Linked DNA regions of Mus musculus: all the other regions are linked to region 3. Evidence: chromatin contacts called from public Hi-C, HiChIP or PLAC-seq and promoter capture Hi-C data. All regions are on one chromosome and are shown on one strand. Each heading gives the region's core, a stretch centred on a gene start, on an enhancer-like site or on the middle of the called end of the contact. The rest is flanking DNA. Distances are from core to core; before and after follow the strand shown. Region 1 holds the start of 1810058I24Rik (RIKEN cDNA 1810058I24 gene). Region 2 overlaps Cnot4 (CCR4-NOT transcription complex, subunit 4). Region 3 holds the start of Akr1b3 (aldo-keto reductase family 1, member B3 (aldose reductase)). Region 4 holds the start of Cyren (cell cycle regulator of NHEJ). Region 5 holds the start of Stra8 (stimulated by retinoic acid gene 8). Region 6 holds the start of Cnot4 (CCR4-NOT transcription complex, subunit 4). Region 7 holds the start of Nup205 (nucleoporin 205).

What was found. Promoter capture Hi-C pulls out the DNA fragments that hold promoters and counts their contacts. A called contact is a pair of places that touch in the nucleus more often than the background predicts. HiChIP or PLAC-seq counts read pairs in DNA pulled down with a chosen protein or histone mark.
Region 1: a contact with region 3 is called in an H3K27ac HiChIP or PLAC-seq map of microglia, with 6 times the contacts expected there. The contact joins the promoter of 1810058I24Rik here to the promoter of Akr1b3 in region 3. A contact is called at or near these places in 3 of 484 Hi-C or Micro-C datasets (CD4 T cells and CD8 T cells) and 1 of 115 datasets of contacts at active chromatin or transcription factors (microglia).
Region 2: a contact with region 3 is called in an H3K4me3 HiChIP or PLAC-seq map of bone marrow-derived macrophages, with 4 times the contacts expected there. The contact joins the enhancer-like site here to the promoter of Akr1b3 in region 3. A contact is called at or near these places in 2 of 39 promoter capture datasets (liver and pre-B cells), 2 of 484 Hi-C or Micro-C datasets (pro-B cells and regulatory T cells) and 1 of 115 datasets of contacts at active chromatin or transcription factors (bone marrow-derived macrophages).
Region 4: a contact with region 3 is called in an H3K27ac HiChIP or PLAC-seq map of extraembryonic endoderm stem cells, with 5 times the contacts expected there. The contact joins the promoter of Cyren here to the promoter of Akr1b3 in region 3. A contact is called at or near these places in 8 of 39 promoter capture datasets (the C10 cell line, cranial neural crest, hippocampal neurons and 4 more), 7 of 484 Hi-C or Micro-C datasets (the Ba/F3 cell line, CD4 T cells, CD8 T cells and 3 more), 15 of 115 datasets of contacts at active chromatin or transcription factors (bone marrow-derived dendritic cells, bone marrow-derived macrophages, craniofacial prominence and 11 more) and 4 of 9 other capture datasets (adipose tissue, embryonic stem cells, liver and 1 more).
Region 5: a contact with region 3 is called in an H3K27ac HiChIP or PLAC-seq map of embryonic stem cells, with 6 times the contacts expected there. The contact joins the promoter of Stra8 here to the promoter of Akr1b3 in region 3. A contact is called at or near these places in 3 of 39 promoter capture datasets (embryonic stem cells, pre-B cells and stem cell-derived epiblast-like cells), 14 of 115 datasets of contacts at active chromatin or transcription factors (the 230-238 cell line, acute myeloid leukemia, bone marrow-derived macrophages and 6 more) and 3 of 9 other capture datasets (embryonic stem cells, liver and macrophages).
Region 6: a contact with region 3 is called in a promoter capture Hi-C map of pre-B cells. The contact joins the promoter of Cnot4 here to the promoter of Akr1b3 in region 3. A contact is called at or near these places in 2 of 39 promoter capture datasets (liver and pre-B cells), 2 of 484 Hi-C or Micro-C datasets (CD4 T cells and regulatory T cells) and 2 of 115 datasets of contacts at active chromatin or transcription factors (the 230-238 cell line and bone marrow-derived macrophages).
Region 7: a contact with region 3 is called in a Hi-C map of CD4 T cells, with 2.4 times the contacts expected there. The contact joins the promoter of Nup205 here to the promoter of Akr1b3 in region 3.

What each region holds. Positions count from the first base shown.
Region 1 is chr6:35,251,091-35,254,507 of GRCm38.p6, reverse strand. It overlaps 1810058I24Rik (RIKEN cDNA 1810058I24 gene), which reads right to left and starts at 1,798. Exons shown (of 3, transcript NM_001384235.1): 1 at 1,726-1,798. The coding sequence starts at 1,740.
Region 2 is chr6:35,112,217-35,115,604 of GRCm38.p6, reverse strand. All of the region lies in intron 1 of Cnot4 (CCR4-NOT transcription complex, subunit 4), which reads left to right. Among named protein-coding and RNA genes, the nearest start is that of Gm33046, 20 kb to the left of the region's middle. Within about 2 kb of position 1,969, at least 1 of the 459 cell types and tissues checked has an H3K27ac peak or open chromatin away from gene starts, as enhancers often do. A contact at or near this core is called in bone marrow-derived macrophages, where this site is marked.
Region 3 is chr6:34,316,093-34,319,462 of GRCm38.p6, reverse strand. Akr1b3 (aldo-keto reductase family 1, member B3 (aldose reductase)) reads left to right here and starts at 1,974. Exons shown (of 10, transcript NM_009658.3): 1 at 1,974-2,123. The coding sequence starts at 2,058.
Region 4 is chr6:34,875,635-34,879,353 of GRCm38.p6, reverse strand. Cyren (cell cycle regulator of NHEJ) reads left to right here and starts at 1,289. Exons shown (of 4, transcript NM_001135611.1): 1 at 1,289-1,454; 2 at 2,583-2,815. The coding sequence starts at 2,670.
Region 5 is chr6:34,918,812-34,922,595 of GRCm38.p6, reverse strand. Stra8 (stimulated by retinoic acid gene 8) reads right to left here and starts at 1,648. Exons shown (of 9, transcript NM_009292.2): 1 at 1,542-1,648.
Region 6 is chr6:35,132,163-35,135,706 of GRCm38.p6, reverse strand. Cnot4 (CCR4-NOT transcription complex, subunit 4) reads left to right here and starts at 1,970. Exons shown (of 12, transcript NM_001164413.1): 1 at 1,970-2,205. It overlaps Gm33046 (a long non-coding RNA gene), which reads right to left and starts at 2,176. Exons shown (of 5, transcript XR_868974.2): 1 at 2,005-2,176; 2 at 1,137-1,459.
Region 7 is chr6:35,176,182-35,179,614 of GRCm38.p6, reverse strand. It overlaps Nup205 (nucleoporin 205), which reads right to left and starts at 1,999. Exons shown (of 43, transcript NM_027513.1): 1 at 1,956-1,999. The coding sequence starts at 1,983.

The sequences.
Region 1 (3,417 bases), core at 549-3,048, 940 kb before region 3:
CTTCAAAGAACTTCAGCCAAGCTAGGAGCAAGCTGTGGAGTGCGGTGTGGAAATAGGGGTAATGGGTAGACAAGCCACACAATCAAATGCAAGTTTTCAACTTAGGCAACATCTCAGAGGTTACAAAGTATTCAGCTGCCTTGCACCATCAAAGGGAAGAGCCTGGAATCTTTCCACCACACCCAAGCCTCTCCTATCAGTGGGAGGCCAGTTCCCATTTCTGATACCTTACAGAAGAGACAGGGCAGTATATCTCAACCACGATTTAGTGTTTACGTGTTCAACATCTTGGCTCCTTTTGAAACCTCATGAGGTGCAAACTGAAGCATAGAAAATTTAAATAACCTGGCCAACACCCACCCAACCCCACGTCCCCAACACACACACATACACACACACCTTGAGATTAAAGATAGGGTCTAAACTCTTAACCATTTAGAAAACAGTTGAAACGGCTAATGTAAAAAGCAAGATTTGCAGAAACTAGCAGTGTTTGACCAAGTTCCACAAGAGGAAAGTTGATTCCATCTCTGTACATCTGATTCCACTTTTCCCAACAAAAGCAATGAAGAGGAGACAGACCCAGGGCAAGAGAAGGAACATCAGTTACATCCTAGCTAAGCATCTAATGGTCGGCTTCAGCATCTCTCCATAAATGTTGAAAATTTTGAATTTTCCAATCAAAACCCATGTTTAAGTACAGAGCGCTAGTCCCGCACCAGGTAGCCTCATTCAGCAAAGCACTTAAAAGGTTAAGTGTAATCGATTTAATGTTCTCCCTGCTTATCAATGAACAGCAAATGCAGTGGAAGGGCCAATCCTATCACCTTACACTAGCTGGCTGATGCTGCTTTTAAAAGTGATTCCTAACAAGTAAATTACTGCTAATTACTCCTACCTCCTAAACTAAGGCCTAGTTAGGACACTAGAGAAACCCCAGAGGCAACTGAGTCTTTGTAGGGCAGTTTTATGTAAACAATACTCATTCTCGGAGCACCAGGTAGCCACTGACCGTGGGAAAGAAAGAAGATATCTGCTTTATTAGAATTCGAAGATGAAACGCTTTCATCTGAAAGTGTTTGAAAACTTTCATCTGAAAATTTGACTGGCAAGTTTCCTAGAATCCTCAACAGGCAATTTTAGAAATACTTGATTTTTGCCAGAAAAACGTGTTAACTCAAAAAGGAGACTTGAAAGGGTGTGGGGAGGGGCAGGTTTTTACAAGAGTTACTCGCAGGGCAGTCTGACTCACTCCTCAAAGCGGGCAATCTGTAAAGGTCTGAAGAGGGAGGGCACTGTGGATCTCTCGCTGCGACCTCGTGATGTGGCTGACTAATGCACGGCGTGTGAAAGGCACTCTGAGGCCTCAAATAAGCCGTATATAATAGATGGGGGTCTACGGGAAGTCGCGTGGAGAGGACAGGAGCCAAGTCATCTTGATGACTCCTCCGACCCAACTTACCGCGAAGATTTCGCCAAGAGCTCACAGTAAGTGGTTTTTTGAAAACGCAGTCATATCACTGACACCCCAAAGTTTTCGGAACTTGAAGGACTACATATAAACAAACCCAGGCAAAGACCCAAGGACTTAGGAGGAGGCCAGAGGAAAACTGCGCGAGCAAACCCGAGGGCGACGAGCCCCAACTGCAGAGCCGTGCACCGCCGACCCGGGACCCCGGGGGAACGAGGCGACCGCGAGGCCCGATCCTCCGAGGCCCCACTCACCAGGAACTGGAGCATGATGTCGGTGGGGAGGGCGAGGAGGGTGTGAGAGGTGCTCCAGCTCCAGCTCGGCTCCGGGACTCCTCCCCGGCGCGAGGGCGGAACCCGCTGCCAGGTTCCGGTTTACGCCCCGCCCCGCCCTGCCCCGCCCTCTCCATTCCCGGAAGCGACTCGCGGAGCCGCAGCGCCCTCTGACGGCCATCTCGGGAAGCAAGAGGGCGAGGTGCAAACCTAGGCCTCTTTGAACCAAAGCCTCCGGGTGACAAGGACGCTGGCAATTGTATTAATACAGTCAGACGTGGCTGTGTTACCTACTAAACCAGGGTGGGGGTGAGGTAGCGGGTGCCATGCCAAGTGAACAACTCACTCTCCTGGGAGCCTTTATGAAGTCCACACTAATCTCCACCACAGCCGACTCTCAGACGAAAAGGGGGAAAAGGTTCCATTTCACAAAAGCCCACAAGTGTGCTATGCAGCCTAGTTAAGGGTAGTCCTCAGCCACGTGATAGATGATGGAGAGAGGTCTGCGGAGTCTGGCACGACTGGATCCAAGTAGCGATTGCTGGCAGCCACCAGCAACCTATCTGAAGTTTACTTCCTCCTCAAGTGGAGCGCGAATCATCTACCATGCAGGAGCCAAAGATGAATCCACTCTTGTCCGGTCGCGCTGCTGGTCACCCACATACACAAGCACATCGAAACCACCCTTCTCATGTTGCTCTCAGTCTTTGGAATTGACCTTTATCTAGTTAAGGGGTACTCTGGCTTCAAATAACAGAAAAACAAATCAGCTGCGCCTAGTGGGGCTGTTAACCCTGGGACAATGGCAGAGGACTACTTAACATATCAAAGTGGACCTGGCCTCCTGGTCCTCGCCAGCATCCCTCAGTCCCGGCCTGTTACAGGGTGTGGCTGGCACATGCAGCCCTCTACCCTAAACTCACCAGTTCAGGGGCTGGGCTGCTTTTCCCGATGAGGCTTTTCCCTATATAATCCAGCCATTTTGGTTACCTGAACTGTGATGGTTTACATATGCTCGTCCCAGGGAGTGGCACTATTAGAAGGTGTGGCCTTGTTGGAGGAAATGTGTCACTGTGGGGATGGACTTGGAAATCTTCCTCCTAGCAGCTTGAGGATGCTCTCTGGCTTCCTTCAGATGAAGATGTAGAACTCTCAGCTCTGCCAGCACCATGCCTGCCTGGATACTGCCATGCTTCCACTTTGGTGACAATGGACTGAAACTCTGAACCTGTAAGCCAGCCCCAATTAAATGTTGTCATTTCTAAGAGTTGTCTTGGTCATGGTGTCTCCTCACAAAAGTAAAACCCTAACCAAGACCCGAACCTTTTGTTCCTTTGCCCTTTGGGCCCCTGTATCTCATTCTGCTGCCTCTCCCCTCCTCAAAAGAGGAAAATATCTCTCTCTCTCTCTCTCTCTCTCTCTCTCTCTCTCTCTCTCTCTCTCTCTCTCTCTCTCTCTCCCAGCTCAATCAAAGTCAAGTTCTTTGAGCTCCCAGATGTCCTTGCCTCTAGCTATGTCTCCCTTTCTTCTCCAACCAACTTTCTCCTCCACCATCCCTAGTCAAGCCCTCTCTCAGAATTTCCCTCCATTTCTGTGTTTCTCCATCCATCCACCTCATTACTTCTCTCCCTCCTCCCAACTCATCTGCTAAACTGACAAAAGAGCTGATTAGAG
Region 2 (3,388 bases), core at 720-3,219, 800 kb before region 3:
GCTTCTATCTCTTGTAGTACAGATTGATTAATTTTTTTCATGAAATTTTTAAGTTTTGATGAGGTTTTAAGTTTGTAGAGAAGACTTTCTCCCCAAGCAACTTTTACTACTGCTGAGTTTCTGAGTTTTTTCTTTAAGTTAAGGGGTTAGGGCTGAGGTGGCGATGTACTTATTTTGTGTGTGGTGGTGGGAAGGGTGATGATGTTTTGAGACAGAGTCTTCTTACGTTACACTTTCTGGCCTTGAACTTGTCCTTCTTCCTGCTTCCTAGGTGTTAAGATTATAGGAGTGCCTCACCACCATACTTTAGGTTTAAATGTGCGGTCCATTTCAAGTTGATTTAATTGAATGCTTTCTGCATAGTAAGATTACACACTCCACCCCAGTGCTCCAGCATCATTTGTTATAAAGCCTTTCTTTCCTCCATTGAATTTCTTGTGTCAAGGTGAGAAACATCAGTTGAGCATATTTGAGCAGCCTTTGTTTCTGGGGTCTCTACTCTGTTCATCAGTCTGTGTATCTCTCTCTCTATTGGACCCACATTGTGTGGAATAATTCTTCCCACTTGGCTGACTCTACAAAACTGCTTTAGGTCTCCTAGGATTTTCCCCTTACCATATAATGTTTATGATAAACTCCATCTGTATCTGCAGACGCTTTTCTGTTTTTTGTTTTATTTATTTATTTTTTTTTCTAGGAATTGCATTATTCCTGTAGCAGAGTTTGATGATGACTGGTATCTACTGTATTAGGCCTTCCAGTCAATAAGCATGCTAAGGCTCTTGAGTTATTTAAATCTTTTATTTCTTTTATCAGTTTGTAGCTAAGGACCTCAAAGGTAGTGGGAATACACTCTGCCATTGAGCCAGTATCCAAAGCTTTTCTTTCTTACTTAATTTTCAAGATGGGCTCTTGGTAAGATGTTTGGACTCCCTTAATCCTCCTCATGATACTTTAGGCCTCTACCACACTAGGTAGACTGGGTGCCTTGTGACAAAACTCCTGACAAGAGCAACTTCAGGAAGGAGGGTTTATTTCCGTTCACAGTTTGAGGGTATATTGTTAATGATTCAGGGAAGGGGCAGCAGCATGATGTGGCTGGCCATATTGTGGGCATTAGGAAGCAGACTGATAAATGCTGGTACTCAATTTGCTTTCTTTTCTCGATTTTTTAATTACGTTGGGGATGCTAACTCAGGCGATGCTGCTGCTCACATGCAGGGTGACTGTCTCTTCTTTAGTAAGACCTCTCTGTTAACACTATTATAAATATAACCAGGGGTGTGTTTCATAAGGGATTACAAATGTAGTCAAGCTGACACGAATAATCACTGCACAGAGTTTAGTTTGTTTGAGCAATATAAAACATGTGGTTTTGTTTGTTTGTGACTAGGGTATAGAAATGTGTTTAAGGGGCTGGTGAGATGGCTCAGTGGGTAAGAGCACCCGACTGCTCTTCCAAAGGTCCAAAGTTCAAATCCCAGCAACCACATGGTGGCTCACAACCATCCGCAACAAGATCTGACTCCCTCTTCTGGAGTGTCTGAAGACAGCTACAGTGTACTCATATATTAATAAAATAAAATAAAATAAAATAAAAAAAAAAAGAAATGTGTTTAATTTTTGTATATTGATCTTGCATCTTGTGACCTCCCTGAACTTATTTAGTAACTAAATAGTTATACCATCTGCAAATAAAGACTTTGCAAAAAAAAAAAAAATTCTCACCAGTTTGGTGTGGTTTTTAATTTTCTGTTCTTTATTGTGTAGCATTCCACAGCTGTTGAGTAAGATTGGTGAGAACAGTTTTTGTTTTGGACTTGAGTTTACTAGGAAAGATACTGCTTTTTATCATTAAGTGTGATGTCAGCTTCTTAGCTGTGACTATTGGGTGTTTTTTTCCCCATTCTTTGTCAGGCTGAGAGGAAGTTACCCTCCTTTTCCTAGTTTGCTCAGAAGTGTGTACTGCTTCCTTCCCCAAACCTGGACATCACATATGCTAGGCAAGTGTTCTTTACTAGGGTAGGCCTGTGCCCCAGGCCATGGTGAGATTTGCTAAAACGATTTTTAAATATTATTTCTGTTTTATACTGTGTGTCTGTGTTTCATGGGTGCAGTGCTTCTGGAGCCCAGAAGACAGTGTCAGGTCACCTGAAGCTTCATCTGAAGGTGGCTGTGAGCTGTGTCCTACATGAGTGCTCTGAACGAGATTCAGGTCTCTGAAAAGCAGCAAGTACTTTTGACCGTAGACACATTTCTCTAGATCCATCGTGGACTTTTTTGTTTTTCTTGTTTTTCTTGTTTTCATGAGTTGAGACAGTGATTAAGGGTTCTTGCTGCTCTTCCAGAGGACCTGGGTTTGATGTTCAGGTCATTCATGGTACCTCACAACTGTTCATAACTCCAGAGCAGGGAATCCAACATCCTCTTCTAGCTTTGCAGGTACCAGGCGTGCATTTGGCACACAGACACACATGCAGCCAAAACACCCATTACATACAATTTTTTTTAATAAAATAAAAGTTGAGTCAGCCTTGCATAACTGGAACAAATCCCATTTTGTTATGGTTTACAGTCTTCCCTTTACATTCCTGGGTTTTAACCTCATAATATTTTGTTCAAGATTTCTATATATAAGTCCGTGAGGGATGTCTGTTCTGAAGTTCGCTCCCTTCCTTCCTTTCTTCTGTTTACAGTATCTTTGTCGTCATCATTATAATATTATTGTTACTTTCTTTTGCACTATAGGTGATCAGACCCTGAGCTTTGCACATGCCAGGCAAGCACATTACCACTGAGTTATATTCTCAGCTAAGTTAGCAAAAATGAATTTGACTGGGCCAAGAGATCTTTGTTTGGGAAACTTGTTAATTATGGCTTCTACATCTTCAGTGGTTATAGGAGTAACCAGATTATCTGTTTTATCCTGGTTAAGCTTTGGTAGCTTGTTTTTTTTTTTTTTTTTTTTTTTAACCTCCCCCTACCATCTCTCTCTCTCCCTCTCTCTCCCTCTCTCTCTCTCTCTCTCTCTCTCCCTCTCTCTCTCTCTCTCTCTCTCTCTCTCTCTCTCTCTCTCTGTGTGTGTGTGTGTGTGTGTGTGTGTGTGCTGAGGGTGGTTGGGGTTGGTTTTGATTTAGTTTGCTCTGATTTGGGGGGTAGTACCTGGGATTGAGCCCATGCCAGGCAAATGCTGCATCACTGGCTTAGATGCCCATTCCTGAATAATTACATGTTTGTTCGTTTGTCTGTTTGTTTTTGAGTTAGGGTATCATTATATGACCTTGACTGGCCTGGAACTTGCTGTATAAGCCAGACTGGCCTCAAACTCATAGAGATCCACTTGCCACTGCCTCCCCAGTGCTGTGCTTAAAGAAATGCACTTCCATGA
Region 3 (3,370 bases), core at 725-3,224:
CTTCTTCCTCTTCTTCTTCTTCTTCTTTTTAGATTTATTTATATGTAAGTACACTGTAGCTGTCTTTAGACATCTCAGAAGAGGGTATCAGATCTCATTACGGACAATTGTAAGCCACCACGTGGTTGCTGGGATTTTGAACTCAGGACCTTTGGAAGAGCAGGCAGTGCTCTTAACCGCTGAGCTATCTCTCCAGCCTACTTTATTCTTCTTTAAAGAAGGATATGATACATGCCCAATAAATTTTATAAAGATTATGGAGGCAACAACAGGAGTTACCAGGAGACTATTGTAACAGTGTCTCATCTTTAGTGCCATGATTGATAGGAGAATTCCACAGGTGTGCCTTTCTACATTTGACTGGCCCAGGCAAAATACTGTGTTTTAGAGGGTCAAACATACTTAGTTTATTTTGCAATAACAAAGCTTTTGCTACGTAGTGCATTTCCCTAGCTGGTGATGACTCCTCTGTGATGCCACCTGTCAGTAAAGACGCACACTTCGGTGGTGGTGGTAAGGCCTCTTTTATCTTTTGAGAAAGGATCTCGTTTAGCAACCAGGTTGACTACAACATCTCGGTCCTTTCCCCTTTATTTTCTTAATGTCAAGTAAAGAGATGTGAGCTGCCACACAGAGCAAGAGCATCACTTCACAAGACATCAATCAGCTCTTTGTGTTTGGACCCAGGAGGTTCAAAAGGCAGAGAAGTCTCTATGCCAAGAGGGATTTCACAGAGGACAAGTGGTGGGCGTCAGGTCACCTGTTATCTTACACAAACCAAATCCCCAGAACTAGACTCAAATTCAAATACTATTAATTAGAGAAAAAGTACACCAGAATTTCCACATGCCACCAGTTGTGGGGATTGGTTTTGTTAATAAAACTCAAGTGGAAAATATCTGTTCTTTATAAATTTTCCCTGGGGTGGGAGTGGAGAAGTGCCACTTTTTAAGAGGGCACCGACTGGAAAATCACCAGAATGGGATTTAGAGAGGTGGGGTTCCTGACTCATTACCTTGCAGATGCAGTTGTCCCTGTTGCGTAATCAGGGGGCAACTGGAGCATGACCCAGCAGAAGGAGACTGGAATGAAACAGACCATCACTCAGAGGGGTGTTGGACGAGTGCCAAAATTGCCGTCATAGTTCTTGGGGCAACTCAGATTATTTTAGGAAAAGTCTTTTGTTTTTCTACCTAATACAACTGATTTATTTCGTACCCCCTAACATGGAATCATTGCTGTATGAGAATGGACTTTTCCTACTATGGGATTGTTCACTTTTTTGTTCTCTGACTTTTCACTTTTCCTCCAGAGTTTAGCCAACTTATTATACTGGAACCTTCCGCTTAAGAGTCTTACTTTCCAAAATCACTTATGTGTGATCCAGAGATGAAACTTATGGGAGATCATAGCTTAACGGTTATGGATTTTTGCATCAAGTCTTGTTGAACCAGACTAAACATGTTCAGACACCGGTAGTGGTAGAAAGGTACTACAAACGGGTATTTCGTAGTTCTCTGCAAAACCGGTTGCAATCATTTTAATAGCGGGGATGGGAGTGCTTAAGTACACCTGAAATTTAACTTTTAATCTAAGGGGGGGGGGGAACGCTCTTAAATACACCTGACGCCTATCTGCTCCATCAGATTCAAAGCAAGATGTGTAAGATTCCAGAAGAGTGTCATTCTGAGATTAGAAAAGACACAGACGTCTTCTTCTGGGCTCGAAAACGAAACCAAAACTTCTCCCCAGTCTCCTTATCTCTAGTCTGCTGGTTATTTTCAGAGCTTTCCGTCTGGTGCTACAACAGCGGGCAAACACTGCCACGTGGGGCGCAAGCAGAGCAGCTGGAGAATTCCGTGCCGCTAGGACCTAGGGAAAGAAGCATCCTCGCCGACCCCTTCAGAACCGCGGCATCGACCAATCAGAAGGATCCGTCTCTCAGCCGTGCAACCAATGGCAGGCGTTCTTTCTACAGGCCGTTGGGGCTATTTAAAGGTGCGCGCCCGAGCCAGCGCTGCACATTTGCCGGTCCGGGTTTGTAACGTGCAGCGATCATGGCCAGCCATCTGGAACTCAACAACGGCACCAAGATGCCCACCCTGGGCCTGGGCACCTGGAAGGTAGGCATGCATCAGGGTGCGACCCGCCGCCCGCTGGGTGACCCTGAGCGGCCTGCGCGGAGCGGGGCTCGCGTGGCGGGGCCTGTGAGCGTATCTGGCTGCGGCCCGGCGTGTGGGGCTTCGGGCGAGCAGCGCTCGAGTCCGCGTGGGCGCCCCAGGTGGAGACACACCCACGGTGACCCGGGTGAGAGGGATTGAAGCAGAGCCCTAGATTTGTCATCTGGCACCTGTGGCGCCCCAGCCTCACGAGTGAATTGACCTCACTTGGCGCAGATGTTGCCCTCTCGGGAATGAGCCACTTGGGCCAATGGGCCTGAGATAATTAAATTAGCAGGCGAGAGCTTGCCAGGAACCAGCTTGTTTCTCTGTCCTCTAAGTCTCTGAGTGCAGTTCTTAATGGGTGCGGAACTCCTGGAGAATTAATCTGACTTCCGCGTTGCTGGGTGCCACCCACTAATAAGAAGACTTCAGGCGAGATATCCCCAAAACCTCAACACAACACAGCAGAGTTGAGAAGAGGGCCAGATACATCATAGTGAAATACAAAAAGAAAGAACCGATATTTAAAAACCAAAAATTATAACTGATTTGATTATTTGGCAACTAAGGAACCAATTTTTGGTGTTATTGCTGAAGCAGAAAAACCTAGCTCTTAAGCTACTTGCAGGGTAGTTGTATTATATATTATAGACCGATGCTGTGACCTCGATCTTTAAGAACCTTGAGTATGGTGGACCTGGGCACTTAGACACAGTGAAGGTAAGAGAAAATCAGGTAGGGTTGAATTTAAATGGTTTGAAACCAGACAGAGTCTGTTTCTACCCAAACTACAGTTAAAACAACGGGTAATGCAAATGGAGAATAAGAAACAGGTCATAGACTTGTCTTTCTCAGAACGTGTATCTAAGCCAGTAGATTAGCAAGTGCGGCTTTTGTTTCCTTACAGAGGGTCCTTGGTGACTGCAAAGGTATGATTGAATTACAACCGTGATACCAGGTTGAATTCGGTGTGGTGGAATGATAAGAAAGACGGTTTCCCTGCCATAGCAAACACAGCTACTGGACACAGCACACACAGGCACATGTAACTACAGTAGTTTTATAATACATGACCCAAATTATGGGTAGGATGATGATACTTTAATTCTGTCCCATTTCTCCAAAAACCAAGCTCATCGCTTTAGAAAAATCGTCTCATGGGCCAGCATTTTGAGATCAGTTCTGAGATAAATAAGGAGTAAGCATTC
Region 4 (3,719 bases), core at 40-2,539, 560 kb before region 3:
GTGAAGGTGTTGTGGGGCACAACCAAGAAGGCAGGTCACACTGCAAACCTTGAGTCACTCTTCTGGGGGCTGAGAACCTCGCCTGGCAGGTGCAAGTCTGCATTTCCCTCCCTGTGCCCTGGGGCCCTGTCTCTGCTGAGCCCCAAACCCATGCCCAGGAGCTCGGTGTGGGGTCTGGAAGTACAGTCACGATTACAGTGCCTGCTGACTAAATGAAGCTGACGGACACTTGTTACTATAGCCAATAAATTTATCTGCCAATTTAAAAATAATAAAACCCATGTGGACTCCAGCACAGGCAAGTCTCCTAGCTTGGTCTTTCCCTCCTGCTGCTGGGGTCTTTGCTGACAACAGGCTCTGTATGCAGCCACACAGGTCTTTAGCCTTATTTGCTGGGTGGCCATGGAGAAGTTTTAAGAGATGTGCAGGGTCGGGAGAGTTATTAAGAATCAAAGGAATCCAAGAATGGAAGGATGCCCTCTCACCCAGCATTAGGCTTGCTTGGCTCACATCAGATGAGGTAGAGGGCCCGCCCTATTTACAGTCAATGAATGCTACTTTCTTGACAGCTAGGGGCTGCCCTCCCAGAAAGGTGGCAGCCTGGCCTGGTTCAAGAGCAGCTAAAATGACTCTAGGGGTCATCTGTGGGATTGGAAGCCATTGGTTTATCCCATTAAGAGTTGGGGCCTTTAATTTCCTGGTCCGAGCTATCAGTTTAGGATTGAGGATTAGCATTAGGGAAAGGCTATGGAGAAACCGTGCTCAATAGGGGAGCTGTGGGTGCCCCAGTCCAGAGTGCGGTGTTGACCTGCTGTTGTAAATCGAACTTGGTCACTCTTGATTTCTCCGTTTGGGGGCAGACAGAATCAGATCTGAGGTTTCCTTTGCTCCAGCGCTCCAGAGAAGAACCTCCCCTGTGAGGGCCTCCTACTGTGTTTTTTTCAGTCGTCTTCCTTGGCTTTTTCCCCAACCACCCAGGTTGCCTTAAAATCATGCATGCGTTTAGCTGAAAGATTCCGGACACCTGGGAGCTAGCTTGGCGCCTCCTCCACTTCTGCAGAGGGAACCTTTCTTTGCTTCCCCTAGTTACTGACTCTGGCCGCTAAGAACCAACGGCTGCGCCTCCGTCACAACAGCTGACAGAAACAGGAGCCTGCGGATGTGACCCGCGGTCTGCAGGGGGCACCCGGGGCCCTAGCGGCCAGCCAGCGCCCGGGTCCGGAGCGCGCACGCCGGGAGCGCGCAGGAGCCGGAAGGGGCGGGCGGTGGGATGCGTGCGCGTCTCGCAGTTCTGAATCCCCGGAACCCACGGGAAGGACCGCAGCGCTGCCCTCCCCTCTTGCCCACGGTTCCATCCTGTCCCCAGGCCCCCGGCTCTGCGCCCTCTGCGGTAGGGAGGGAGTGGCGCGGCCAGCTCCGCGCTAGTGCAGCGACGTCCCGCGTGTGCCTTCTGGGTGAGATTTTCCAGGGACCCAACGGGCCCGACCCGATCAGCGCTGAGCTCCAGAAACCTTGCGGCGGGCAGGACCTGGCTGCTGGCTCGATGGTCGATATCCAGCTTTCTACGACTTTGTGCACGCTAATTCTTAACCACGTCTGTTTCTCGTCTATAAAATGGACATGATACACATGTACTGCCGGGTCTGACTCATTTCTGTACACTGTCACTCACTGGATGGTATTCCTCTTAATCGACTTCTGTTCTGTGGCTGGACAAGTTGTTTGGTTTAAATGAAGTTATAAACAGTCATTCTGGATGAGCCAAAATTGTCTACTGGTGTATGTTGGGGGCAGGGGGAGCACTGCCCATTGAAATGTGTGAATTAGAAAGCCTGGGGGATTTAGTAATTGATATGTTTTGTAAAATGTGGTATGGGAGGGAGGGAGGGGGTGCCTTAAGCGGGCCCAAGCTGAACCCCCTCCTACTCCCAGGTATCAGCCATATGATGGGTCTAGTATAAAAAGAAGTTTATTTGGGGACATGAGAAGGGGGGTTGAGAAGGGAGTAGAGGCAGAGAAAGAGGGGACAGAGAGGGACAGAAAGAGAGAGAGGGACAGAAAGAGAGAAAGGGAACAAAGAAGAGGGAACATGTGGAGAGAGAAGTGGGGAGGGGGGTTCAGAGAGCATGAGAGAGGCCAGATAGTCCTTTTATAGCAAGCCAGGTTTGTACCTGGCTGTTGCTAGGTAGTTGAGTGGAGCCTAGAAGGAACGTTAGCATGCTAACAGTAACCAAATCACAGTAGAGGTGAGAAGTTTGTGACATAGATGGAGATGGACGATTGGGCCAGAATCCCCTTTCTTCCTTCCTTTGGGCTGTAGAAATGACAGGAAAGCATTTCTTGTTGCTGCAACTGCCTGTGTGGGGCACAGAGCAGGGGAGGGGCTACAGATATCTGTCTGCAGGCCCCATGTCCTATCTGCTGCTAGTCCTCCATGTGACACAGTGTACATGGCTTGGCCTTCTGGGCTCTGCTCACCTCTGGGTCACCTCAGGTCTGCCCTACACTGACTAGTAATTACTGCTGGTAAGTTGGAAGAGCGTTGACTTACTAGAATCTACTGACTTGGTTCCTCCTTGTAGGCATTGAAGATCGGCACCCACTGGGGTCAGATGAGCCTGGTGTGACAAGAGAGTGTGAGTTTTGGTCCTGTTCTAGAGAAGCAAGCCATGGAAACCCTAAAATCCAAGACCAAAACGAGGGTCCTCCCCTCTTGGATGACAGCCCCTGTGGATGAGAGAAAGGTTGTATCAGTGAAGACAGCCACAAGGAAGCAGACAGCCGCCTGGGCCCAGAGAGTGGGGGCAGCAACAAGGTAGCTAGCTGGCCTGTCTGTCAGAGTGGGCGGGGCAATGAAATCCGTCCTTCCAGCAGAGCCCATCGCTCTCAGCTTGCCCCTCACAGAGAAGCACCACCACGTGAGTGTGTGCTGGTGAGCTCTGTCCTGCCGTCTAGCTGTTGATGCAGGCAGTGAGCTCTGCCTACAAACCATGCCTACACCCCAGGAACCAGTTGTTCAAAGTGCTTATCTCTTCTTCATTGGTGACAAAAGCAAGATCAATGGATCTGAAGTCTAGTCACCTGAGTGGTGCCTGTCTTTCCTGTACACAGGGCTTTTCAGTCAGTCAGTCAAGAAATCTGACATTGCAGAAGTGACGGGTGAATGCTGGTAGTCAGGGCGGGGAGAGCTTATCAAGTAGGAGGGAGGGAGCAGCCATTCTCTCAGAAACAGGGGCAGGAGGCTTTCAGGGCCACACTTGCTGGCTCTTTCCTGTTCCTTACGTAGTTGTCACAGCCCCAGTCACATTCATGTACAAACTGGGCTCTGGCCTGATGGCCTGTACTGGCTATGTCCTCTGTTTGCTTTTGAGACAGTGTCTCTCTCTGTAGCCTAGGCTAGCCTGGAACTTACTATTTAGGTCAGACTGGCCTGGAACTCACAGAGTTCCACCTGCCTCTGCCTCCCCAGTGCTGGGATTACTGTGTGCCACCACACTCAGCCGTCCACTGTGTGTTTCAAGGAGTAACAGTGGGAAGCCAGCCACTATCCCCACTCCCAGTTCTGTGTGAGGGAGTCCACGAAGGGAGGGTAGTCCTGTGCCCTGCCCCTGGACCACTAGGCTGAGGAAACTCTACAGCTCAGAGAATCAGTAACTCCCCCCCCCCCCCGGGGGTGCTTCCATTTCCTTCCTCCTTGTGAGTCCCTCTGCCCTCAGCTG
Region 5 (3,784 bases), core at 399-2,898, 600 kb before region 3:
ACCCCCACACATTCTCTAGGAGTCCCAGGCACCCCACATATCCTCTAGGAGTCGCAGGTGACCAGCACACATCCTTTAGGAGTCACAAGTGATCCACACACATCCTCGAGGAGTCGGGGTGACCCCCCCCATACTCTAGGAGTCGCAGGTGACATACAGATCCTTTAGGAGCCGTAGGCAACTCCCACACATCATCTAGGAGTCGCTGGTGACCCCCACACGCATCCTCTAGGTGTCGCAAGTGACCCCCCCCCATTCTCTAGGAGTCTCAAGTGACCCGAAGGAGTCGCAAGTGACCCCCCCCCCACACACACACATCCTCTAGGAGTCGCGGGTGATGCACAGATCCTCTAGGAGTCGCTGGTGACCCCCGCCCCATCCTCTAGGAGCTGCAAGTGACCCACACATCCTCTAGGAGTCGCAAGTGAACCACACATCCTCTAGGAGTCGCAAGTGACCCACACATCCTCTAGGAGTCGCAAGTGACCCACACATGCATGCTCTAGGAGTCGAGGAGGACACACAGCACAGATCCTCTAGGAGTCGCAGGTGACTTCCCCCCTGACTCCGCTCTCCACTCCCTTCCCCCCCCCCCCGTTCTCTAGGAGTCTCAAGTGACCCACAAATGCTGTAGGGGTCGCAGCTGACCACCACACGTTTTCTAGGAGTCGCGGGTGATGCACGGATCCTCTAGGAGTCGCAGGTGACCCACACACATCCTCTAGGAGTAGCGGGTAACACCCCCTTCTCTAGGAGTCGTGGTTGATCCACAAGCACAATCTAGCAGTCACTGGTGACTTACACACTCTCTAGGAGTCCCGGGTAACCCCTACACACACGCTCTAGGAGTCCCGGGTGATCCCCACGCACGCTCTAGGAGTCCCGGGTGATCCCCACGCACGCTCTAGGAGTCCCGGGTGATCCCCACGCACGCTCTAGGAGTCCCGGGTGATCCCCACGCAAGCTCTAGGAGTCCCGGGTGATCCCCACGCACGCTCTAGGAGTCCCGGGTGATCCCCACGCACGCTCTAGGAGTCCCGGGTGATCCCCACGCAAGCTCTAGGAGTCCCGGGTGATCCCCACGCACGCTCTAGGAGTCCCGGGTGATCCCCACGCACGCTCTAGGAGTCCCGGGTGATCTCCACGCATGCTCTAGGAGTCCCGGGTGATCCCCACGCAAGCTCTAGGAGTCCCGGGTGATCCCCACGCACGCTCTAGGAGTCGCAGATGACCCTCACACAAGTTCAAGGAGTCACAGGTGATCCACACAGAAGCTCTAGGAGTCGCGGCTGACCCACACACTCTCTGGGAGTTACGGCGATACACATACACACTCTAGGAGTCGCGGCTGACCCTCCCCATACACTCTAGGAGTCACGGGTGACCCACACGCACTTAAGTCGCCGGTGACACACACACACACACACACACACACACATACACACAAACTTGTGCAAACAGATTAAATATCCACTGACAGGGCATGCATTCACAAGCACCCACTTTTACTCTCAGAACACAAACGGTAGGAGAGTACTTACCTTTAAGGCCACCACGGTGAACCATGCACCTTCGACACTTGTGGAACACGCAGGAAACTGCACGAAGCCCTGACGAGTCAGTCACTCACGACTGCCCGTCGCAGAATAAGAAGAGAGGCTCTTGCCTCAGGTAAAAAACTGACCTGGTACCCCAGGCTGCGAACCAATCACAGCCCTGTCACTGCCACCATGACCAATGGGGATGCATGGTGGGGCGCCAATGGGGAGCGTGGACATTGGTGAAAACATTGTAACAACTTGCCACAGGTTGCAAGAGGGTGTGGAAGGAGCAAGATGACCTTTTCACCCCATCCAGGCGGCTAGCGCCAGTTCTTACACCCCTCAACCAGGGCAATGCCACCTATAACTTTCTCTTGAGATATAGAGGAGCCATCTTCAAGGTCCCAGTAGCAGTCCCCTGTTTCAAGGAAAAGAAAGAGAAAAATGAAGATGTGAGAGGGAATAGGTACAAAATAGGAGAGGGGAATAGGGGATTCCCAACTAAAAAAGCAGAGAAGAGAACCTTAAAGGTGGACTTAAAATGCAGAGAAGAAAAGAGAGAGAGAGAGAGGATGTGTTGAGTTGTTTGTAGTAAGCAACAAGTTTTCTCCAGGTTGAGGGACTACAACTCATTTTCCGCCTCAAATCAGATGTGCTATTATCTTTAAACCACTTTTTTCCCTCGCATCTTGAGATATCTGCAATGGTCCTGACACCACCACATCAGTTTGGCACACTACGAGCGCCACCATATCAAACTGGCACACTAGGAGCGCACTCTTGTAGAGAAAGGAAAGCAAGCAAAAGCCCCTTGGAAGGGGAGAGGCTCAGCCTGTGAATAGGAGGGAGGGTGCCTCCTGCAGTCTGACCTGAGGTGAGCTGCTTCACCATCCTCGCCCCCGCCCCTCCACAGAGGTTAAACGGAGGTCACTTGAGGTAGCAGCTGCAGCCACGACTTTGGTAGCACCAGAAGTTGGATTCCAATCCGGGATCTACCTCACGGTGACTGTGACTGGCTAGAAAGGAGCCCCTTTCTAAAGTATGCAACAGGGTACCTTAAATTTGACTCTAGCGAGTCCTGGTGTCATCTTTCAAATGGTTTTGGTAGATTGTGGATTTTAAACAAAATGAAAACTGTTCAGTGGGAATGGTGGATCATAGCTGTAGTCGCAGCAATCAGGTAGCCCAGAAAGAAAAAAAAAATGAAGTTGGTGGCTAACCTGAGCTTAGAAATGAGGCTCTTGCTCCTGACAGAAAACAGATCTGATGCTTAAGGTACAGGAGTGGGGACCAGTGGGGACCCAGTTACCAGCTCCCCTCTAAACTATCAGGGATATGGCTGGCTAAAGGAGCTGGAGCTTTGTAAGACACTGTAGTGAATTGCCAGACCGATACAGAAAAGAGTGCTGAGGACAGGAATGGCAGCAGGGCCTCTCTCAAAGGCTTGTACCAGGTCCAAAGAGCAGCTACACCTTACCCCCTTGGAGGCAAGTTTTAAAAGTATCTTTTTACTTCCACGCTCTGCTTGGGTCATGACCTATCCCTTCTGACTCTCGGGCGGCCTTCGTTGTGGGTTTCCAGGTGGTCCCGGGCCTGCATCTATGGTCCTTCTCCTGGCTCTGCTTAAACCTCTGTACCTGCTGCTGGGGCTACTGGGTGCAGAACGGGTACTGAAACTGTGAACCTTTGTCTTGGAGAGCCTTGTCCTTGACCTGTGAGGAATGTGGAGGTTTGCAAACTTTGACCTCTGACAGGTCTCAGCCTTTAATTTAGTTGCCATTCCCCTGCCTACTTCACACACACACACACACACACACACACACACACACACACACACACACACACACACACATGCGTGCTTCCTTCCATACTTTGACTTCCACAGAAGAAATGTAACTCTTGCAGTAGCCTGGTTTCTTTATTGAAAAAGAGATCTTTAGGCAATTCCTCAGCATCAAGGCCAGTGGCTCTGCTCCTGAATGGTAGGGACTTCCAGGGGTCCTAACAATATCCATATGACCACTATCCTTTGAACTTCATCTCTGCTTCCATGTAACATAGCTCCTGCCCTACCCCCACCCTACAAGGGCTGGAGAGACAGCTCAGAGGCTAGGAGCTCAAATTGTTCTTCCAAAGGATAGGGAACCGAAGGTAGCTCACAACTGCCTGCAACTCCAACTCCAGGGGCGATCCAGTGCTCTGGCCTCTGCATGAAGCTTTAAAAGCCCACCCCCTCCCACGTA
Region 6 (3,544 bases), core at 721-3,220, 820 kb before region 3:
TAGTATTCATAACTTTCACATACATGAAGATTTTGTTCCAAGTGCTAGCAAATAACCATTTTATTATATTTTTAGAGCAATCATGTTTATGGAAATATAGATAATTTTACTGTATATTACTCTGTAACTTTTTTTTTTAACCTTTGAAGATTGAATTCAGGGTTTTGTGCCAGGAGGGACTTTATCATTTAGTTACGTTCCAGGCTTTAACTTTTTTTACTTAAAAAAAATGTATTTACTTATTTTATATATGTGAGTGCACCGTAGCTCTGTTCAGACACACCAGAAGATATCCCATTACAAAAGGTTGTGAGCCACCATGTGGTGGCTGGGAATTGTACTCTCGCCACTGAACTGTCTCTCCAGCACCTAACTTTTTTACTTTGAGACAAGGTCTCATACCACTATGCCCAAATGTGATATATATATATATATATATATATATATATATATATATATATATATACACACACACACATACACACCCATATATATGTATGTGTATATATATGTATACACATACACACACACATATATAATTTTTAGCAATTTCATTCCTGTGTAAAATAAGTTGAGTCATTTTTATGCCCCTCCCCCTGCCCCCCAACATTTCCTCTCTCTTACACCAAAGAAACTGGTCTGGTTGCCTTTTTTGTGGTTTTTTTTTTTTTTTTTCTGCCTCTAGACATGGTTTGTAGACCAAGCTGGCCTTGAACTCAAAGAGATACACCTGCCTCTGCTTTCAGAGTCCTGGCTTGTGTCACCACGTCCAGCGAGACTGAGACTTTAAAACTTCAATTTCTTTCCTTACATTTCCCTTTTCTGTTTTAAATCCTCCCCTTAAACCTTTTGCTTTCAGGCCTCAAGTGTGCCAGACTAGCGCCCTACCACTGTGTGACATCCACAGTCCCATCCTACGTATTTTAATCCTGGATTTGAAAACTTGGTTCCTTTCACTTCTCCAAACCCCACTACATGCACACACCCTAGAATGGGGACAGATTTGTGTTTTTGGTCTCTGTTGTATGCTCCCAGCATATGGCACTGAACTGGGTACCAAGGAGCTCAGCACTTATATGAATAGATGAAGAATATAGGCAATAAACAGAATCGACCGCTCCAGGAGCGCCACTTACACCAGAGTTCTGGGAGGCAACCCGGGAAGTTCAGTAAATTGATTTTGTTATTTAGAATTTCTCGGTGCTCGAACCGGCTGCGGTTGTATTATGTCCTTTGAGACGTGTTTACTTGTGCAGTTTGCGAACCTGACGCACACTTCTGTGCAGGCTGGAAGAGTTCTGTGCAGCCAGCAACAGTTTGCAGGTAAGTCCACATGCTTTCACATCATCAGCAACTCATGCTACTCTGACTGCCCGCGTTCTCTTGAGAAATGTGCACATGGCAATTCAGGTATTTCTTCACTGGCGATTTTCCAGTAAGGAGGATGAGCTCAGCTGTACTGGTGGTAAAGGACGTGCAAAGACCGGGAAACGAATTAACGCTCACTTTTCCAAAAGTATCAACTCCCCACTCTAGATCAAATCCCGCGCTCTTGCAATGCTCAACCTGATTCTACCACCATACCGCCCCCGTCAGATACCTATCTATGGCGGGCGGGGCAGAAAAAGACACGTCCTAGCTTCCTCCGAATCAGTTAAGTTTCGTAGAATTTTGGTTTCCTACATTTCAGCTAACATTAGTGAAAACCGCCGACCACATGACACAGTAGCCACACACGCGGGCAGAAGAGGAAGCAAAACAAGAAGAAAGCCGGCGCTCCAGTAGCCACGTGAGGAACGAGTTCCCGAGCGCCTTCTCTAGTGATGACTTCAATTCCCGGCCTGCCCCGGGGCGGTTACTATCGGAGGACTACAACTCCCAGGGTGCAGTGGACCAGTCCGCCGCAACCTCCCACTCGCCCGCCTGCCGCTTGTCCCGCCCCTCCCCCGCCCCGCCCAGCCGGATCGGCATGCGCCTGCGCAGCGGAGGCCGGAGGAGTCTTACCCTAATGTAAGATGGTGGCCCGTCTAGCCGTGGAACCCACCGAAAGCTGAGAGTCTCTCTCTCAGCCGTAAAGGTCGGACTCACTGAAGCAGTCAGGCCCGGTTCTGAAGAGTTTTTTCGCCGACTCTCGTTCATTGGTCTCCTGTGAGGACTCGGCAACGCGTGGAGTCGGCTAAGAGAAAAGCGAGGCAAGGCAGGCGGGTGAGTGTCTGCGGGGCTGGGCTTAGGGGAAACCCGGCGCTGACCGGCTACGAGAGAGCGGAGGCTTCGCTGGGACTGTGCAGGCCGCACCCCCCTTTCTCCCCACCCCCCCACCCCCGCCCGCCTCGTCTTCACCCTCCTCCTCCTCCTCTGGCTGCCTCCTCCTCCTCTTCTTCCTCCCTCTCCCCTCTACGCCACAGCAGTTATCACCAGGAAAAGGCAGCCGGGTTGGAGGCAGCGCGGCAGCGAGCGCCGGCTCTCCTTGGAGAATTTCTTCAATTGAGAACCCAAGAGGGCTTCTCATCACCAGTTTTCCCCGCATTTTTCTGGCAACAGTATCCTTAGGTCTTGGTCCTCCTGTTTCCCCAGCCTCCTTTCCCCTCTGACGTCCTTTCCTACTGGCCCCGGTCTCCCAAGCCAGAGCCATCATTTCCACTCTGACGGGTGCTGCTGCTCACTGCCCACCCGTCCTGCTTGGTGGGCTTTTTTGCCCCTTTTTGCCCCATCCCTTCCAGAAAGGCTGCTCTGGATCTAGCCTCTGCTCCCCTCTGGTGCTTGCAGTCAGCCCCCAGTCTGTCTGCCAGACCCGAGTTGATTCCGATGTGCAAGTCTCCTTTAACCGCATCTGTCATCTTAAAGCCACCTCGTGAGTATCTAAATCATGTTGCTGCTCCGTTGCTCCGTATAACCCACCTGTTTCTTAACCTACTTGAGAATTGTCGGTTCCTTCCCTCTTTCCAATGCAGACTCTTTGAGCACACACTCCAGGATAGGGGAGATGATGCCCCGTGTTGTTCCTTGAAAAGTAAAGGAAGTTAGGAAGTGAATGAAGTGAGTGGGAGACTATTAACGTTAAGAGAAAAGAGCTTTCTTCGGGCTACTCGGGAAAGGAATGTTTTGCTTTTTTGATCTTTTTGTTGCTCATTTGCTATCCTTTTTTACCCCTCTTTTCATTTTCGACCTTCTCCGTGCTACTCAGCATTCTCCTGAATTGCCATTCCTCAGGACACTTGATGTTGTCTCTGATTATACCCATAAAGATCAGCTTAGAATTTCAAAACCAGGTGAATCTAGCGCGCACACACACACTTCATCCCCGAACACCACATGCAAATAAATACAGATGGTATTTTGATTGTATGTGGGTTACAGATTCCTTTTGTATCAATTATTGGCTCCGTTATATTGATGTTTATGTTAATTGATAACATTTATTTGTGATGGGTGCAAATTTGACTTTTCCCCCCTCTCTTTTGATCTGGGAAATTCCCTCTTTTGACATTTCTAGGATAGGAGTTATCAGAATAAGTTGTATGGAAAAACACATTGGGTATGTATG
Region 7 (3,433 bases), core at 750-3,249, 860 kb before region 3:
CTTTAGTTTAGCTACACTAAGTTAAATATCATTGTTGTGTGTAGAGTCTTGTGTCTGTTGAGTATCTCACTCAATGTCCTCAAAGATCATACATGTACATGTGACAGTACTGCCTTCTTTTTAAAACTGAGTAATATGGGCTGGTGAGATGGCTCACCGGGTAAGAGTACTGACTGCTCTCCCGAAGGTCCTGAGTTCAAATCCCAGCAACCACATGGTGGTTCACAACCACCCATAAAGAGATCTGACGCCCTCTTCTAGTGCAGATGAAGTCAGCTACAGTGTACTTATGTATATTAATAAATAAATCTTTAAAAAAAAAAAAAAAACTGAGTAATATTCCTTTGTGTGTTCATCATGTTTCGTTTATCCACTCACTCACTCATCATCCATTCATCTATGGATGCTTCAGTTCTTCCCAAAGGTGACAAAAAATAACTCTCTTGACTGACTCCTGGCTTTTTAAAATGCTTTCTTTTCTTGAGGCCAATCAAAGCTCTCCTGTACACACTATACTCCTGGGAGCTAGTGACAACTGTCAGTGGCTTGTGTTTAATGGTAACTCAGGATATTATATGCTATAAATGTATGTAACAGAACTATTACATGGAAGCCTGGCTTTTCAAAAAATCTAGTAGTGCATTTAATTTAACTACTTTGAGGGGGGACAAGCATGATGTAATGTCATAAAGTTGTGCTTAAAAGCATTAACTGGCTGGGCAGTGGTGGCGCATGCCTTTAATCCCAGCACTTGGGAGGCATAGGAAGGTGAATTTCTGAGTTTGAGGCCAGCCTGGTCTACAGAGTGAGTTCTAGGACAGTCAGGCCTTCACAGAGAAACCCTGGGGGGGGGGGGGGGGCGGGGAAGAAAAAAAAAGGCATTAACTGTTTAATTTTGGAGAAATTATGTAATCACTGGAAGTCTTTGCTTCCAAATTAAATCTGAGATATTTAATTGCATTACTCCAAATATATAAATGAAATACACACATACACCAGGTATAAAGGGATTCAACAATCAAGACTAACACTTGCTCCAGTGAGCAGACAATATGTTGTCAATACAACAGAAAACTTCATTTCTACAGAACAATTTACCATACCACTTCTGAGATGGTTTATGTACAAAACTCAGATTTAGGTAATTTTCAAAAAATACTGGTAAACTGGCAAGAACCAGTACCAAAAACAGTTTAAAAACAAAACAGTCCTGCTGAAAAAGATGGTCCGTAAACGTTTGCTATGTTGCCTCTTAATTGTACTCATGAATCGAGTGTCTAAAGCCGTGTTCAGGAGTGCCAGACCTCGTACGAAATGTTTGACATCTAAGTCCTCCCCACTAACGACCGGCACCGTGTTCCTGGAACCAGGACAAATCAAAACCCATCCACTTCTTCAAGCATCTCTGAGGGGTTCCAATTACCAAAGATGACCCCAGCCCCAGCTTTTTCACAGCGATGTCACCGTCCGCCGTGGCTGTGACAACGGTGCAGGGCGGCACGTGCTGAGCCCGTGGCACCGCCTCGCGGCTGGCAAGACCTCCTCACCCCCATGCCCCATGACCGGCCCACGGCCCCCTTCCAGACCAGCTTCCTTCCAGCCTCGCCTGGGTCCCACAGCCCGGGACTTGAGCCGTACCTCGGCGGTAGATGGCCTGCCTACACCTGAAGGATATTGGGGGGACGAAGCGGCTTCGGGGGCGCGCGCCTGGCTGCCCGGGACCCCGCCGCTCCGCCTCCCCTTCACACGCCCGTTTCGAGGGCCAAACTGTCGCCGCGCCGCGCGCCATTCAAACGGAGGCGGCGCGGGGCTGCAGGCCGGAGCGCGGCGAGAGCGGGCCCTGCGCACACGCTCGCGCCCGCACTGCCAACGGCCCGACTGCACCAGCGCTCCCCACTCGCCGGCCCCGCCCCCCGTGGGTCCCCGCGGGTCCCTCGCGGGCCCGCCGCGCTCACCCGAATTTACCGCCAACAGCGCCGCCATCTTGGAGGAGGACTGAGAGAGCGCTCCTGCCGCGGGGAGGACCCCGGGCCCGAGGGCCTGCCCGCGTCGACGCCTGAACACAAGGGCGTCCCCAGGGCCTCCGAGAACGCCATGCGAGGCTCGAGCGGGTGTGCACAAGGCTCCCCGCCCTGCTCTGGCCTAGGGCCATCGAGTCTAACTGCGACCATTACCGTTAAAACAAGCCGAGGGCAGCCGGTTCGGAGACTAGCTGTGCAATGCATCATGGGACCCGTAGTTTTATTTCGAGTGAGCCGTGCAGTTGACTAGTGTTCAAAAAAGGGAAATCAGTGAAACTGAAAAAGTTCTTGCTGGGCGTGGTGGCGCACGCCTTTAATCCCATCACTCGGGAGGCAGAGGCAGGCGGATTTCTAAGTTCAAGGCCAGCCTGGTCTACAAAGTGAGTTCCAGGACAACCAGGGCTATACAGGCTATATACCCTGTCTCAAAAAAAAAAAAAAAAAAAAAGAGAAAAAATTCTCATGACCTTCATTTCAAGTTAAATTTTATTTGAATAGCCATCCCCCTTACCTTAAGAGAGTAGAGTGAAGTGAGTAAGTGATTAAGGAATTTCTATTTAATAAGTATATTCTGTAGACATAATCACATTGTGCTTCGAAAATTACAGACAGGGCCTGGAGAGATGGTTCAGAGGTTAAGAGCACTGAGTGCTCTTCCAAAGGTCCTGAGTTCAAATCCCAGTAACCATGTGGTGGCTGACAACCATTTGTAATGAGATCTGACGCCCTCTTCTGGGATGTCTGAAGACAACTACAGTGTACTTACATATAATAAATAAATAAATCTTTGGAAAAAAAAAAGAAAATTACAGACAGCGACAAAATTTGAGTACTGCCTGCCTGACTTCAAAAGTGTCACCCATTTGCTTCCTCATCCCCAACATGTTGAGTCAAATTCGACATAAATTTCACAAACACCAAATGTTTTTTCTACCTAAGCAACCAAAACTACTAAACTTACTCGTTAAATTTAAAATTTGCTAGCCGGGCGTGGTGGCCCACGCCTTTAATCCCAGCACTTGGGAGGCAGAGGCAGGCAGATTTTCTGAGTTCTAGGCCAGCATGGTCTACAGAGTGAGTTCCAAGACAGCCAGGGCTATACAGAGAAACCCTGTCTCAAAAAAACAAAAAGAAGAAAGAAAGGAAAAACACGTTACAGAATAGAATGGAAGCGGGCTAGTGAGATAAGAACCTAAAAAGCCTACTAAGTAACTTCTACATACGTTAGAAGTACTAATTCTGTCTTAAGCTTTCATTAAGTCTACTGTAAAATATAATGATTTCTGTGAATGATTGATGTCAGTAGCGATCTGCTTGAAAGCTCTTCGCTTATATTTGGAAGCCTTCAATGGAGAGTTCTAAGCCAAGCACCTCTTTCACTAGCGACTGACCAGACTGCCCTTACAGCAGCC